2 separate regions of the Capra hircus genome follow, and region 2 is linked to region 1. A link is a contact called in public Hi-C data. All regions are on one chromosome and are shown on one strand. Each heading gives the region's core, a stretch centred on a gene start, on an enhancer-like site or on the middle of the called end of the contact. The rest is flanking DNA. Distances are from core to core; before and after follow the strand shown. Region 1 overlaps ALPK2 (alpha-protein kinase 2). Region 2 has its middle 69 kb from the start of MALT1.

Region 1 (2,800 bases), core at 141-2,640:
AACAGGAAGACTGGAGGAGGAGCTAGTTTTTGTTTTTAAAAAAAGTCCAAAAAGAACTTTTTTTAAGTGTGCAGTGTGTCAGGGCCCAGCACTGAGGCCGGGAAAGGACCACAGTATCAGCCATCAGGGATCCCGAGGTGGTCGTTGGAGTGCCGTGAAATTCGGGGACTTTAGTAACTGACATTAAGCTCATGCCATCTCTAATGTAGCCTTTGGATGTCTTTTGAGGCAGTGAATTTTGTAATGCCTTGTTCCTTTGTTATGAATAAACGGTTTGTACTAAGAGGCTGTATCACAGCATATAAAAGGACTGAGCTTTCAGTCACTCCGACCAACACGGGCACGTGCCCTTGGGTGCGTCATGGCCTTGGTGGTGGTTTAGTCACTAAGTTGGGTCTGTCTCTTTTGCAACCCCATGGGCTGTAGCCCGCCAGGCTCCTCTGTCCATAGGAATCTCCAGGCAAGAATAATGGAGTGGGTTGCCATTTCCTACACCAGAGGATCTTCCTGACTCAAGGATCAAACCCAAATCTCTTGTGTCTCCTGCGTCGGCAGGAGCTTTCTTTACCGCTGAGCCACCAAGGAGCTCGCTGGTTCTTTTAACACTGGAGGCCCTCAGAGAGGTGAATGGGAATTCCGTGGTGCGGGAAAGTTTAAAAACGATTTCTAGGGGTAAAACAGACCCCAAAGTTTGGGAAACCAAGTTTGCTCAGAGCGCAGTGTATCTAGAAGGAGGTCTGAATGGGAGCTGAAGATTGCTGAGATGGGAGGGGAGGAGTTTGCTAGACTGACTCACTCCCACGGAAGAAGGTGTTGCAGACACAATGAGAGAGGTGTTCAGCCTTTGTGTGGCACTTCCGCATCAGGAGCTGTTGAAAGGCAGAAGGTTGGACTTAGGTTTAGAGGAGGAGAGGGACACTGATCATCCAAGTCCAGGTCTCTAACTTAAAAGAATAGTTACATCTGAACCCAGTTACAGACGACAACACGCGCTGTAAATTTTTTCATCTATTTTTGGCTGGGTGAGGTCTCCGCTGCGAGAATTCTTCTCTAGCTCGGCTCTCGGGCTACTCGGTGCGGCGGCTTCTCGTGTTGCAGAGTGCAGGCGTCAGTAGCTGCAGCCCACGGGCTTAGCTGCTCCGTGACGTCTTCCTGGACCAGGGACTGAACCTGTGTCTCCTGCGTTGGCAGGCGGATAATCTTTACCACTGAGCCACCAGAGAAGCCAAACGCCGGAGTTTTGGTGAGAGGGAGGGAAAAGCTTTATTTGGAAAGGAGGTTGACGAGGCCAGTTTTAAGAGATGGAGTGGTTCTGGTGTAGAGTGCATTCTGTATCTTGCACTTGCAGCTCTTCACTGTGCTCACTTCCAGAGGCAGAGCAGGTCAAAAGGTGGAGAAGATGGCTGGGCTGCCCGTGGCCAGGAGGCTCTGTCCTCCGGGACGGGTAGCTTGGGCGGAACCTGTCGCGGCCCTGTGAGAAGAAATCCTTAGTGCATAGCGAGTGGCTGTATACTTTCTGCCCGTTATAATGTTACTTCAAATAAGATTAAAAATTCAAAACATCAACCAGTGCAGCTGACTGGTATAATTAGACCACGTGCTAAAGAAGATTTACAGAAAAACATTTAGGTACAATCCAGGAGTCTGTAACCATTTGTTTCTGTTAAAAGTGGCATGGGTTTTCTTTCAAATTTAAGTATAAAATTTATTTTCATCTCACCCTGCCCTTTGTGTCTGAAGTCCCCGGGGGTCTCTGTTTCAAGTTTCAGACTCCTGGGGGCTCAGAGTCCTGGTAACTGCAGTCAGCTTTGCTTTGCTTAGGGGAATCGCATCAATGCCAAACTGCATCCCATAACCCAAGATTGCAGCCACCTCTTTCCGAGCTCTTTCCCACAAAACCTGGTAAAAGTCAGAAGAGATGGTGGCGACGTAACACGCCAGCCCTGGACTGGGGCACAACACTGCAGCCCTCTAACGCCAGGGAGAGGCTCCTTAGCGGAGACCTCACTCCCCATCCGTGTCAGAGGGGCCCGCAGCCTCGGCTGCAGAAAGGGACCACACGTGAAATGACTTCCCAAAGAGGTATCCAACCGTATTCTAGTGATATGTTTCAAAACATTTAAATAGAGTGGAACTGTGCTTTAAAGAATCGAGTGGTTTCAGCCCAGAGGCGGCGTGGGTGGGAGTCACATTTGGAATTGTCTGTCTCCGCGGGAGAGAGGACCGACCAGGTGCTGTCGGAGGGTTTGATCTGGAGCTGCTCGACCTCCCAGGGGCGAAGGGCTGTAGCCCCAGGAAGCACAGCCTTGGGGGCGGGGAGGCGGTGTTGGGTGTGAGGGATGACTTGGATGACGGAAAGGACAAACTGAGTACACTTTGACACTCGAAGCTTAGTGCAGCCAGAGCTTTATCGTCACCAGGGGACTTCTCAAGCCTTTGCCCTCAACCCTTGGCCAGAATATACACAGAAGATAAACCCAGCTTCCCTCTTGGGCCTCGTTTCAGCTCCTTCATCTGTTTTTTCCCCCCACCCATCCCACACAAAAGGGGGCCCTCTCCCAAAGCCCCGTGGCCGCCTGATCAAGCCTCTCTCTCCGTGACCCTCATTCAGCTCAGCCGGCCACATTATGCCTTGCCCTGAATCCCCCATCCCGGTTTCCGTCTTCAGAACCCACAGCAGGCTGTGGACAGGGCTGGCAGACTTAGGAACACTTAGGAGTCAGGAAATCCGCCATGAAGCGTCCTGGAGGAAATGTGTCCCAAGTGGGGCGACGGGCGTGGTCAAGACCTGGGGCCAAGA
Region 2 (2,775 bases), core at 136-2,635, 200 kb before region 1:
AGCAGTCCTGGGGGCTCCAGTTTCCTCCTTTGTGAATCGGACACAATACCTCCATCCATCACAAAAGCCTGAATGAGAAAAGCAGCTGACATTGTGTCAGGCTCACAGGACCTGCCTAAATACTAGCTGTTGTTATTATTGGGGATTCAAATTCTGTCTTGCTCACTTTGGAGCTCATCAAAGGCCAAGGACCCTGAATGCATCTTACGGCTTAAAGTGTTCTGCCATTTTAGTTGCCAAGTCGTGTCTGCGACCCCATGGACTATAGCCCGCCAGGCTCCTCTGTCCTAGGATTTTCCAGGCAAGCACATGGGACTGGGTTGCCATTTCCTTCTCCAGCGGATCTTCTCGATCCAGGGATTGAACCCTTGTCTCTTGCACTGACAGGCCGATTCTTTATCACTGAGCCACCAGGGAAGTCTAAAATGTTTTGGGGGCACAATTATCATCACTTCCCATTGACATTCCATTTACGTACTGTACAGATTATTTTCAGAGTGATATTTGAGAGGATTTTGAATAACTTGTGGGCTTCCCTTGTGGCTCATTCCCATCTGCCTGCAATGCGGGAGACCTGGGTTGGGAAGATCCCCTGGAGAAGGAAATGGCTACCCACTCCAGTATTCTGGCCTGGAGAATTCCATGGACTGCATAGTCCATGGGGTCGCAAAGAGTCGGACACGACTGAGCGACTTTCACTTTCTTTCACTTTGAATAACCTTTGGTCCTGTTTCTGAACGTGGGCAGGGATCCCTTTGGGGGTGCTCCCCGTGACTCCCAGTTGAGTTGTAGGTTTTGTCCGGCTAGTGTCTGGGGAGGGCTGGGGGCAGATGAGACTGAAGTGGACAGGAAACCCCCACCCAGCCCCTCGAGGCAGAGGGGTCTGGAAAGTGCGTAGGTGTACCATAGCCTGAGAAGCCTCTGGGTCGCACCTTGGAATTCCTCCTTTCTCAACAGAAGCAATCTCCAGGTCTTGGCCTTTTCTCTGACTTTCACCATAGCTGTGCCTCGGGTTCTGTCCATGAGAAATCACAAACTCTAGAGTGGGAGCATTCTGTGCACACTGGCCAGTACTGAACGGTGCCCTTGAAATGGTTTAGACGGGGATGCTCAGGGTTAGGTATATTGGATCCCAGTTATGTGAGTGCTAGGTGGCTTCAGGCGTGTCTGGCTCTTTTTTGACCCCACGGACTGCAGCACCAGAGTCAAGCGGTGAGAGGTCAGGAGGGGCATGGCCACTGGCAAGGCCTCATTGTGGCTTGGCCGAGTGGCTGCAAACACCGCTGCTCCGCTGCTCCAGCAGCCCTTCCCGAGGCTCCGGCCTTCCCTGTGCTCTGGGCTGCAGCAGGAAGCAAGCTCGCAGGTTGTAAAAAACCCACGCAGAGTGAAGGACAAACGAGCCTGCGCTGCCCTCTGCTGGGCTCCCGGCGCATACCCACCACTGGAAGGACTGATGCTGCAGCTGAAGCTCCAACACTGGCCCCTGATGGGAAGAGCTGACTCGCTGGAAAAGACCCCAATGCTGGGAAGGATTGAGGGCAGAAGGGGACAACAGAGGATGAGGTGGTTGGATGGCATCACCCACTCGATGGACATGAGTTTGAGCAAGCTTCGGGAGTTGGTGATGGACAGGGAGGCCTGGGGTGCTGCAGTCCATAGGGTCGCAGAGTCGGACACGACTGAGCGACTGAACTGAACTGAACTGAACTGAACCCACCCAGAACTCAACAAAACAAAGTAAGGCCTGGTCCAGAGAGCTGGGCAGGCCCCAGAGGACGGTGCAGACCCGGAGTCCTTAAAGGGGGCTCCCAACCCCTTCAGGCCCGCTGGTCGCTGCTGCTCAGGCCCCAGAGTTTCTCACTGGGGTCGGATCCCTCCTCTGAGGGTGCAGCGGATGTCACCACCAGCGAGCCGCCCCGGCTCTCCCCTCCTGGCCGGGAGCGTCAGCTGCTCCCCTGCTGGGGAGGGTTAGTCACTAAGTCTGTCGGTCTCATAGGCTGTAGCCTGTCGGCCCGTTTGCTTCTCCAGGGGGATCTTCGCCACGAGCTGTTCGTGTGTTTTGGACCCGATTAGGTTGAAGTGAGCTGACAGTAGTTTGTGATCAGCGGGGGAAGGTTTGAGTTCATTTCTGTGTGACAAGGTAGAGGGGACCCCCGGGAGGTGCGTGGTTGGGCTACCAGGAACGGTCCTCCGTCCGGGAGGAGCGGGCCAAGGAAGCGAGAGGAAAGCTGGGTCATCACGGCGGAGCTGAGCGTACGGAGAAGGGGGAGAAGACAGAGCGTGTGAGCGAGACACGGGATACAGAGCTGGCTGTGTTATTCAGGACGAGGGGAAAGAACGCATGGTTAAAAATCCTCTCTTAGAAATTTTTTGGGTCACGCCGTGCGGCTTGTGGGATCTCAGGACCCCGACGAGGGGCTGAACCCAGGCCACGACGGCCAAGGCGCCAAATCCGAACCACTGGGCCACCAGGCACCTCCCTGGAGACAAGCTTCTGTTTCAAATGTTGAGATCCCCTCCGTTCTGCCGTTTCTCTAGAGACAGTGAGTGTCTGGGCCGGCGGGGGCGCGCGTCCGCCTTGGGGCCAGGAGGGGGCGCCCGAGACTGACAGCAGCCGGGGAGCGGCGGCTCGGCTGGCTCCGCCCGCGCTGCTCCGGGTCCTTCCCAGGCCGCTCGGGGCTGGAGTCGGAGCTGCCATCCTGTGCGGGTTCCTAGAGCTGTCACGACCCATTTTCACCAGCTTGGCGTCATGAAACAACAGAAATTTATTGTCTT

What was found. A called contact is a pair of places that touch in the nucleus more often than the background predicts.
Region 2: a Hi-C map of blood shows a contact between it and region 1, with 6 times the contacts expected there. The contact joins two enhancer-like sites. A contact is called at or near these places in 4 of 5 Hi-C or Micro-C datasets (blood and liver).

What each region holds. Positions count from the first base shown.
Region 1 is chr24:57,831,766-57,834,565 of ARS1.2, reverse strand. All of the region lies in intron 3 of ALPK2 (alpha-protein kinase 2), which reads left to right. Among named protein-coding and RNA genes, the nearest start is that of MIR122, 61 kb to the right of the region's middle. Within about 2 kb of position 1,390, at least 2 of the 5 cell types and tissues checked have an H3K27ac peak or open chromatin away from gene starts, as enhancers often do.
Region 2 is chr24:58,036,316-58,039,090 of ARS1.2, reverse strand. No RefSeq gene overlaps it. Among named protein-coding and RNA genes, the nearest start is that of MALT1, 69 kb to the right of the region's middle. Within about 2 kb of position 1,385, at least 3 of the 5 cell types and tissues checked have an H3K27ac peak or open chromatin away from gene starts, as enhancers often do.